Linked DNA regions of Mus musculus: all the other regions are linked to region 1. A link is a contact called in public Hi-C data. All regions are on one chromosome and are shown on one strand. Each heading gives the region's core, a stretch centred on a gene start, on an enhancer-like site or on the middle of the called end of the contact. The rest is flanking DNA. Distances are from core to core; before and after follow the strand shown.

What was found. Hi-C and Micro-C count contacts between places; a contact is called where the count stands out from the background.
Region 2: a Hi-C map of the N1E-115 cell line shows a contact between it and region 1, with 4 times the contacts expected there. The contact joins two enhancer-like sites. A contact is called at or near these places in 6 of 484 Hi-C or Micro-C datasets (the HL-1 cell line, the N1E-115 cell line, cerebral cortex and 2 more).
Region 3: a contact with region 1 is called in a Hi-C map of the N1E-115 cell line, with 3 times the contacts expected there. The contact joins two enhancer-like sites. A contact is called at or near these places in 4 of 484 Hi-C or Micro-C datasets (the N1E-115 cell line, cerebellar granule neurons, cerebellum and 1 more).

What each region holds. Positions count from the first base shown.
Region 1 is chr2:142,252,045-142,255,636 of GRCm38.p6, reverse strand. The region is part of intron 11 of Macrod2 (mono-ADP ribosylhydrolase 2); the gene reads right to left. Among named protein-coding and RNA genes, the nearest start is that of Gm25583, 610 kb to the right of the region's middle. Within about 2 kb of position 1,821, at least 20 of the 459 cell types and tissues checked have an H3K27ac peak or open chromatin away from gene starts, as enhancers often do. A contact at or near this core is called in the N1E-115 cell line, where this site is marked.
Region 2 is chr2:142,587,760-142,591,351 of GRCm38.p6, reverse strand. No RefSeq gene overlaps it. Among named protein-coding and RNA genes, the nearest start is that of Kif16b, 310 kb to the left of the region's middle. Within about 2 kb of position 1,556, at least 26 of the 459 cell types and tissues checked have an H3K27ac peak or open chromatin away from gene starts, as enhancers often do. A contact at or near this core is called in the N1E-115 cell line, where this site is marked.
Region 3 is chr2:141,995,855-141,999,446 of GRCm38.p6, reverse strand. The region is part of intron 8 of Macrod2 (mono-ADP ribosylhydrolase 2); the gene reads right to left. Among named protein-coding and RNA genes, the nearest start is that of Gm25583, 360 kb to the right of the region's middle. Within about 2 kb of position 2,041, at least 7 of the 459 cell types and tissues checked have an H3K27ac peak or open chromatin away from gene starts, as enhancers often do. A contact at or near this core is called in the N1E-115 cell line, where this site is marked.

The sequences.
Region 1 (3,592 bases), core at 572-3,071:
AATGATGTCTTGAGCCTTCTGAGCTGCCTCAGAGTGACAGTTCTTGCTTTCTCCTTTGGGAAAGGGAGCCATAACTGCAATGCAGTTCAGACTAGACTACCCTGGACAGAGAGGGCCATGGGACCAAGCTGTGAGGAAGCAAGACCCATTAGGGAGACAGTGTTGCATCTTCTAGTCCATCCCAGCTGCTTGTAGGATGCAGAGTTGCCACCTTAGCCAATGTCCCAGAGCAGAAAGACTGCCGTGCCCTCTCCATCCCTGGCCCACAAGTAGGCCTAAGTTACCAACACTTATGATCTTACTGTGTTTTCAGTGCCACCCCTTGGTGCTGCTCATTCTTTTCTGGTTTGGTTTGATTTGAGCTTTGAGACAGGGTTTCACTCTGTGTCCAGTCTGGCCTTGACCTTGCAGTTTTCACGATTGTATCTCCTGAGTGCTGGGAAGGTAGGCATGGGCTGTTTTGCTACCTGTTCTTCATGCAAAAGCAGACGTATGAGAATCCTCCCCGAGGGCGGGGAGGGGGGCTTGACTAGCAGAGATAAAACAACAACCCTAGAACTTGGAGAGACCCATTACCAAGATACTCTGAAAGCAATCCACCGGACAGCATCCACTGTGAACAAGACTGCAGTCAATTAATACCTGAGTATGTACAGGATCTACTCCGTTTGTTCAGCTTGCGGAGAACAGAGCAATTTTGAATATGAGAAGCTAGGGACTTCTCGGTGTGTCTTTAAATCCACTGCAGTAAGTGACATATTTAACAGCACCACACAGCACCTGCTGTTGAGAATCTTCATGAGGATGACAGCACTGATTTTTGTTCTTGGGAGGAAATAGCCATCACGGTTGTTCTTGTTCCCTTAATAAGGCCAAGCTGGTTCGAGAACACGTGCCAAAAATTTAGCCAATTATTTCTTCCCTTCCTCCCTACCAAATGGACTGAACAAGCAGGAGAAGATCTGCCAGCTTTCCTCGAACAGACAGACTTCATAATGTAGATTTCACAAAAGGTCTGAAGTCTGTAGGTGACAGGCTGCCTTTAAAATTAGTCTGGTTCCTATGTCCCTTCTAGTGTGACTACGACAGAGACAGAGAGGATCCTTAACTGGAGAATACAGTCAGAGAAGGAAACAAGTCTTAGGAATGTAAGGAACTGTTTCTGGCAGTTAAAAAGAAATTCACATTCAGATGCCCAGATGCAGTGCTCTTATACAGGGGTTTACTCAGCAGCTCACCCAGGATTTCCTCTGCCTTCCCATGCAGGTCATAGATCTCCCTAACAAACATCCCAGGGGCACGTTTTTCTTCCCTATTTTGAGTTTCAGCTGTAATTTTCTACGTGAGTATTTCTGCTCTTGGGAAGCCAGCTTAGGAATCACTTCGCATGTTTATCTTGGAAGAAAGGTATTCTAGAAGTAGGCTGGGTTTGCCACTTGAGTAGCATGCCCTCAGCTGTAAAGGTACGTTTTCAATTTCAGAGACAATTCACGCTCAAATCCAGCAGGGGGCGCCAATGCAGAAGACTTGCTCTCAAAGCCCACCGTGCACTCTTGGGCAATTAGATTAGCATGCATTTCACTGTCTTTTAGAAGGACATTCTGGCTGCGTTCTATCTTTCCATCCATTTTAAATGCTTCCACCGAGTGAGTTCTTACTGAAAAAGTGGGCCTCTGCCGGTGTATGCGTGGGGTGGAGGTGGAGGGAGAGGAAGACACCACACGGACTCTCATTACCCGGTTACCAATAAGTGTTTGGTAAGGAGCAGCTCAATCTGTCTATCTTCACAGGAAACATATAAAGAATAAAAAGTTAAGTGGGGTAGGGCATATAAACTTGTGGTTTCTAGAAGGGACTTTAAAAGGGTTACAATAAATGTGAAGCAATACCTACCTACAGGGAAGCACTGGGCTATTTTGTTAGCTGAAAAATAAATGTCCCACAGAAGCTAGAGTTTCCCAGCTACTGCACATGTAGGAACATCTATCCACTTGTGATAATACACTTCCATGGCTTTTGTGTAGTGTGTGATGTGGCGTTTTATTTTCCCACCCTAAAAAGCAGAATAACCAGCAAGAATTTTTCTGTTGTCTCCTTCCCGGTGTTTTTAGTATTATTTCTGACCATCTATCTTTTAAACCATATTTATTAAGCATGTGCTATTTGCAAGAACACATTCCATGAAGTTTACATGAATAATATGAGAGTTTTTGCCTGCAGAATAAATTCATTCTCAAAGAAGGGATCTGTCACCGCTGGGCTGTGACAGGAATTCTGTGCGTGTTTAATTCTCTATTGAGAGAGATGGCAAGGCGGAATCCCAGCATTATGGCCTGAAGGTGTTATCTTGATATTTTTACTTCTTTCCACAGCTATGCATAGAAACGGAAATAGGGAAGGGAAATCAATCAGGGTAAGTCCCTGGCTACTGCTGGGCCAGCGGGCTGACGTGTACTGATCGCTGGCACGCTGTTACCTTTTCTTACTCTGGTCTCCGGAATTTTAGACACAAGCAAATCAGTTCAGATACAGCAGTTCACAGATTAAATTCTTGGTCTACGGTATAACTGTTTGTCAGTGTCCTCCGTCGGAGAGTAGGAAGCTCACGTCCCTGACGTTGGACTTAGCTGCTTGACCTGGACAATTAAAGACAAGTGGATAAGACCAGCAGTACTTCAATGTGCTGCAGAGCTGGACATGTGTCTTGTGCTTCCACCGTCTGCCATGGGGAAGAAGACGCTTTGTCAGGTGCTGGTTGACGGAGGACAAGAAGTAGGTAGAACAGCCTTCGACCCAGAGTAGAGTGAGGACAAGATTAAGGAATTCACATCTCAAAATGGAACCACCTAGCCGATCCTAGCCAATCTAGTTGATCAGGTGACCAACCTACAACCTGCAGACTCAGGTTCCCATGAGCATGAGAAAAACCAAAACCAAAACCAAAAACCTTCTTGTAAGTAACTAGAAGTCAGGAGAACTTTTGGCATTATTATTGATGAAAGTAACTGATAATAGTTGAGTAATATATATGGTATGTTTTTCTGTTATTTCTTACTAAGTGTTGACACTTTTGTGTATATTGTAGGTACTTGTATATAGTCCTACTTGTATGCACAGGTGTGTGTGTGTGTGTGATATGTAGTAAATCTGTACATGGATGTGCAGATAAGGGTACCCATGAAGGTGGTCAGAGCTAGAAGAGGATTCCAGGCGTCCTGCTATATCACTCTTTGTCTTAGTCCCCTGATGTAATGTCTCTCACTGAATCTGCAGCTAGACTGGTAGTCAGCAAACTCCAATGATTCTCCTGTCCCTGACCCTGTACAGTCAGTGTGGCAATGTCCAGCTGTTTGCACAGGTGATGGAGATTTGAACTCAGACCCTCATGCCTATGCAGCAAGAGCACTTACCACTGCACCATCTTACCAGTCCCTACCCACCTTATTTACTGATTGATTGAGACAAGGTCTCTCATTCATCTGGAATGGCTGGCCACCAAGCCAATCCTCCTTAGGTGGAGTTACAGGCACCCAGTACTGCCCCTGGCATTTTTGCAAAGGAACCAAACTTGATTCCTAAGCTTGCAGGGCAG
Region 2 (3,592 bases), core at 307-2,806, 340 kb before region 1:
AGAGAGAGAGAGAGACTCTGTTGTTCCTGAAACCCCAAACATATAAGGTTGGAAAAACTCACTGGAGACTTTCAGGCACCTTTTTGGAGGTCAGGGACAGGGTGGCATAAATCCAACTGTAAAATGCCTCAGCTGCTCTTATCTCTGTGCATTGGGCTTTGAAGGGGGATGTGATCTGTCAGGTTTCACCAGCTTTTAGACAGACACTTACTGCATGATTAACATGTCTACATGCAGAGGTAAGCAGGAGTCTGTCCCAAAGTAAAAGAGACAGATATAGACCAGCTTAATGAGGCATGACTGTGATCTCAGAACTTGAGGAAGAAAGATTGGTTCAAGTTCATAGCCTGCCAGGGTTATCTAGTGAGACCCATCTAAAAGAAAAACTGGAAGAAAAAGGAAAAGAAAAAAATATAAAAGGAGACAAATATAAAATGAAAGCTGAGATGCCAGGCTTTTATCTTGCCCTTAGTTAGCTTGAGGGTCCAAGCAAAGAGTTCTGGTTTTCAGTTAAAGCAGTAACTAACTACTGGTAACAACAAGAGATGGTGGCAGGCATGGCTGATTTTCTGATCACAGCCTTGAGGGAAAGTTAGCCAGCACCCCATGGCTAAGATACTCCTGGGTTCCTGACCTCAGGACCCATGAGATTATATATACTTGCTCTCTCCAGCTGCTCCATCTGGGAGAGCCAGATAATTTGTTATGCAGAAATAGGTAACTGCTATGCCGTCCCTTCTGCATCTTCAGCTACTTCCTCTGTACAAATGTACATAGTCAAGGGGCACCCCTGAACAGCTGTTCTGAATAAAACTAAAAGAAGCAAGAAAGAGAGACACAGACACAAGGAGGGGCGAGAGGCATCTGGAAGATGTCTCCCGCTCCTCAGTCATTTGCTCTGCGTTTCTTCCCTGGATGCCGAGGTCTTTTAGAATGATCAGCCAAGCTGAAAACAGTCTTCTCAGGGTTAAGATGGCATCGACAAGTAATTTAATGCTTTCTTTTGATTGGATTAGTGGCTAAGCCATTGACTAGTCTCTCCAGCTGAGACAAGGAAAGTTTAGCCCAGTTAAATTAAATCTCTTCGGCATCATTGGTTCGAACAGCCTACTCACTTCTGCACCAGATGCTCAGAACATTTTTGTTGTTGTTGTTGTTGTGGAATGTGAAGAGAAGCAAAAAGAATGAATCCTCTTTGCTTAGGCGGGAGGACTGATCGCCTTACCTACCCAGCATGATTATTGCAGCACATATGGTTTAGAGGCGCTGAGAAAGGTAATGGATCTGCCGGAATTAGCACCTGACTTGGGCGAGCACCGGAGCAGAAACTCTCCCTCCTTTTAACACGCGGGCTCAGTGAGGCAGGCCAAGCCTCATAATCACCATCGATTATCTCATTCGCCATGACTCCTGGGAAATCTTGGGTGAAAGCAAATTGAATCCGATATTTGCTGCCTCTGTTGTCAAAGAGACCACTTTCAGATTAATTCCAGGATGACAGCAGCCCAGACAATGGAGCCCTGCAGTAGTGTGACCAAAGGGGCTGCCAGGCACAGAGAGAAGATGCCCCTCTTGTGAGCAGATGTATAGAGAAGGTGGCTTTGGAGCAAAGCACCATCAGAACATAGAGGATTAGTCACAGAGGGTGGCTCCTTCAAGGAACTGATTGTTAACAAAGGTTAATTAAACCAGGCCCAGGCCTCATTGCTCCCGAGGGTGTCCTTGGCTCCCTAAGGAGGAAACTGCTGCCTGGGGGCTCTGGGATAGGACTCCAGGCACAAAGAGAATAAACCCTCTCATGGACCCAGGCTGGGTCATTCCAAGGACTCCCTTGGCCTTAGGGAAGGAGGATGAATCAGTGAAACTTGAAAAGGGCAAGTGTTTGTTTACAGGGAGACAAAGATTAGGGGCTGGCAAGTCCTTCTGGAAGCCCAGTGGTATCACTGATTGAGAACTCAGCCCTGAAGGCTGAATTCTCTGCTAATAACCTGCTTAGAGAGCAACCCGTAGCAAGTGCAGACTCTCTTCTCATTTAATTTATATTACTTATTTAATTAGCTATTTATTTGTTTAGTGTGTGTGTGTGTGTGTGTGTGTGTGTGTGTGTGTGTGTGTGTGTGTGCTTGATCATGCATTCATGTACCTGGGTGTGTGTTTATTGTAGTTTAAACCAGTATTTCATACAAGCTAGGCAAGTCTCTACTAAGTGCCCAGCTCTTTCACTGTTCTTTTTTAGACCCAGTGTTCTGTACTTCCCCAGGCTAGCCAGAACTACTATTTATCTCAGAACAGGGCTTGATCTTGATCTCCTCCTACTTCAGTTTCCCAAGGAACCAAGATTACAGACCTGTGCCAGTAGATCCAGGCAAGAATCATCTATTTCTGACCCTGAGAGAGGAGACTTCCCAAAAAGGGGATCCATTCTTTTAATCAGGGGCTCCAGATCACATGTGTTACAATTCCCAAAGAGCATTGTGGTCTGACTATCATGGGCAATAAACACCATACCAGCCAGAAAAAGCAACTAGAGTGAAATCAGTCTTCAGGAACCAACCCGGCTGGCAAGTTGTGCCTGTGGGCCTCATCAAGTAGAGTCAGTGAGACATTCGGGTGGTATTATTTATCCAGTACCTGACCTTGTGGCAAACATTATAGGTTTGCATAAATGACAAAAGTGACACAAAAAGAGAAGCATTTCTGTTTTAGAAACCCAATCACCTTAGGTACCTGCTCTCCTCTCAGGCTTGGTGTGTTCTCCTACTTCTAAGGACTCGCACTTATAGCTATGTGTCACTGGCTGTCTCTTGGTCTATCAGGGCTTGCTTCACAGAACTGGAAGCAGTTTAGAATTCATGTCTCCTCTCCCTGAGTAGGGCCACCATTGCACATATCGTCTAGAGTCCCTGAAGCTAGGTTGAAGCTGCACCTCTGTGAGACTTTGACAATGCACCAGCTTGGCTTCCTACACTACATCTGTCTTGGTTTCCGATTTAGTCTCCGAGTGCTTTCTGTCACCTATTTAGCCCTTTTCAGAGGAAGGAAGGACCAAATAGGGGAAACATGGAAAAAAGCTCATGCTCCCAGCCATATTTGTTCAAGAGTTTCTTGCCTTTAGAGCTAAGGTTGGCTGGAACCACAAACCCTTTATCAGCAGCATTGGAAAGATGCCATTGATTCATGGGGAGGTCTAAGTTGGCGCACCCATTCAGTGTATGATCATTGGAACCCAATAGCCAATGGACTTGAAATTTTGATTTATCCCAATGAACACGTTCCTTATAGGTAGATTTTTCTCATTTATGCTCAAAGTGTCTTCCATGACACGGATGGACACATGAGAACTGTCACTGGAAGGAGAAATCATTCTATGTTTATTTTCTCTGAAAACTAGAGGCTGAGCAACCAGAGTCATGATCTGATAGTGTTACCTGTCTATAAAACAACTGCCGGACTGAGCTGGGGTTGGGTGATAAACTAAGGTTTGGACACAGGCTTTAGGTATGTTGCCTGCTTTTGGGAGAGGACATGGCAAAGCAACAAGATGACAGTGCTTTAGATTCAGAAAGACCCAGAAATCCTGGCAAATACATTC
Region 3 (3,592 bases), core at 792-3,291, 260 kb after region 1:
ATTCAGAAACAAGTTGCTTAAGCATTCTCAAATAAACTGAAGACCAATAATAAAACTATGAACATGAAGTAAATTGAAATTTATATTTAAAACATAACACAAAGTCCTTAAGGCTCAATCCTGTTAGTTCAGATCCTCTCTCCAAGAGCATTTCCCCTCTTTGATGGTGGGGTTCAAAGCAACATGGAAGACAATGAGGCAGAGGTTTGGGGGCTGGGATGTTTGCCAAACACATCATGTTGAGATCTCTTCTCTCCCCACAGCTATTTTCCGGAGTGGCAGCAGTAGCTGCAGCCAGTGACTTGGAGAAGCAGGCATGGTGCCCAGCCTTTGCTGCAGTGCTGGCTGGACCTACCTTCATGGGGACATTGTGTAAGCGCTAGTAGCACTTGCCAAGAGGACTCCCCTAACACGGCACCCTGTGCCTGCGGTTCTTCAATTACCAATTCATTTATTCAAGCTGGCCGATCTTATTGGGGTTATTGTCTAGGTGCTTCCTAGGTGTTCTCCTAGCGTGTCTGAGGCAGTGCACACAAGGATTTGCTTACGTATGGTAAAAGTTAATGCTTTATTAGAGGTGTGTGAAAGTTACATGTTCATAAAAACCTATTGATAAAATCATCCAAAAATAATAAAAAAATATTTTTTCAAGGAGAGTTTTTTTTTTTTTTTTTTTTTTGCCTGTAATATTTACGTGTCACATGTCACAGAGAAATGTTTGTGTGAAACTCACTGTACATATTGGTACGATGGACAATTACTTTTAAAACCCATAATTGTAATCTTGAAGTCGTAGCACGGGCCAGATGTTACAAAGTAATCCATTATAATTTTATATTGTTCAAATAGTTAGTGCTCACTTAAACGTTTGACCCAGACTGTACCCCTTCAAATGGAGAGATGCAACACATCTCTCTCAGTTTCTTCACTGTCTTTAGTTGGTGTTAAACCTGGAACTGACTTTTCATATATGCTTCAGTGTTTGAGCTCAGCATCCAGTCGAAGGGCAGATAGAAACAGCTAATCATGACAAATAAGTGAGATCTGCAGCCTCTCGAATTATAAACTTCTGGCTCTGATACACAGGATGCTGAACACAAGCCAGAAAATGTCACTTGAAATGACTTGGTTTCGAGGGAGCTGCTTGCATTTAGCAAGATACTCGGAGTTCTCAGGGCAAATGCAATGCAAAATGTTAAAATATAATAAAATAAAGTGAAATATGCAGCTTTGACTGCTCTCTGCATGTAAAAGAGCTGTGCTTTTGATTATTTTGACTAGAGGTGGGTGGCAGGGCTATATGCTGAGTTTCTAAATTAAATTTCAGGCCCATGGGCATTTGAAAAATATACGACCTATCTGAAAAAAAGGACTTGGTTTTTGGTTCAACTTTTTATAAAAGTATGAAAGAAAAACAGATTTCTGGATTTTAGCCCACAATAGCAATCTAACTTGCTAGAAACACTGTGGCTTTATAATCAATATTTGCATGGGCATTGCCTGTCTAAATTGATTTTTAAGTGGAATGTTCAAATGCATGACGCACATCACTCTTAATCATTGTTAAAACGAAAGCCAGGAACATTCGTTAGAAGGTTCTGGTGTCATGTTTATATAGCTTTTGTGGAAGCAAAGAGGATGCAGCTTTCTTTAATATAAGAGGAATAAAAAATGTTGCAAGCAGGTTGGTTTTTTTTATTAAGGATTTAAAGTGAAAGAAATCTAACCTGAAAGTTTTTACATAATCAAATACCAACCAAGTCTAAAACGAGCACAGGAAATAAAGTCAAACCATCAAATTGCTTCCTTACCGGAATAACATACAAAGTAGATTATTACCAGTTTATACACAACAGGGGAAAAAATGGACACACGTATGAGTGTTTTGCTAACCTAATTAAAGGTTTGTGGATACACACATTTGCAGAGGCTCAAGTTTCCTTTCCAAGCTCCACTGTGATAATGAACACACACAGAGGCCTGACCACTTAAAATGTCATTGCTGCCACAAGAGGTTACAAGTTTGTCCTTAGTGAACTCACATGGGTTATGTAACAAAGATAACTTCCATTCTAATGACTGTCCACACACTTTTAAAATAATCGGCCTTACAGGACTGTAACAACTTTCAGTCTTTTAGCGAGCTTCGGTGTGTTTTATCTTAATAAAGTGTCTTAGTCACATACTGCATCAGGAAGCAAATGCATGAATCATCTTGAGGGATATGGATTCTTGTTGGCTGCTACAGTAATTCTTGCCACATTGAAAATTAAAAAAAAATGTTTTAAGAGAGATACTGGTGGTATATTCTTAAAGATATAGGTTGAGCAGCCCAATCGAAGTTAACTCATTGGATAACTCTTAGGGTTCAATCTATCTGGCATTCTAGAGTCAAAGATAAAAGTAGATTAATAGTTTAATTAAATATGTTAGATACCCTGGGTATTGTAGCTATTATACCTTTGACCTCATGGGAGACTATCAGAACTGTAAGGGAAATGAAAACCGAGGTTACATATTTATGCTGGCAGCTGACCTGAAAAGCATACCAAGCAAGCTGTACTGTAATTAACCAAAAGATCCAGTAAATTATGAGATCAATAAAATATCCTGGGTGCCATAGTTTGAAGAACTAGTTAGTACATTCCTAATTTATAGGCATAAGCTTTCAGGGCCTGTAAGGAAGATAAATAAAAATGCCTAGATAAAAAAAAAAATAGGCATGCATGGTTGACAATTCTGAAATATGCTTTTTACAGCTCATGAGGAGGCACGTGTGCATTTTGCTGCATGCTTTCTTATCTAGAGCAGGGCAGAACACTAAAACCAGCGTGCATGTGCCTCCATTTCCTATAAGTCCTCAGAAACCGAATTAATCGCTGCTTGTCAAAGGAGGAGCTTCTGCTATTAAGCTGAAAGTAACGGTGAGGTCACGGATGGCTTTGGCCTACTGCAAGCATCTGTGTTCTCCATTTGGGAAAAATACTGTATGCCTTAAGTATTCAATGTATATAACCAATTTGTGTTAGATATTATGGAATATTCAAACACACACACACACATACACACACACACACACACTCATATTCAAGTATACATGCATAGCCCCTCAAACAAATACGCATTATCAACAGGTACTGTTGAGCTACATACCATTTGAAGACCACAAGGATTCAAAACGAGAAATTCAAAATTTGGTGAGGAGAAAAAAAAGGTGGCAAAAATGTTTCAGTTCAAGGTGTTAATGATTATTATGGCAAAATGTCACAATTGACGTGGAGTCAGAGAATATCTCCCAAATCAACTTGGAAGGGAGATGATGGGATGGATGGGTTAGGATCTGATAAGCATAATGATACTTTATTATTTAGTTACTAAACCATTTTAAAGAGTTTCCAGCTCCCCATAAGCACAAATACCTCCTTCCCAGACTTCTTCTCCCCTGAATCCTGCCTGATTCATCTGCATCCTACTGTCTCAGCTCCAGGGAACCCTCTGGGGAGGCCTATTGTCTCAGTTACAGTTCTATTGATGCAAATCAACACCAAGACCAAGGCAACTCTTAGAAAAGAAAGGATTTTTTTGGGGGGGG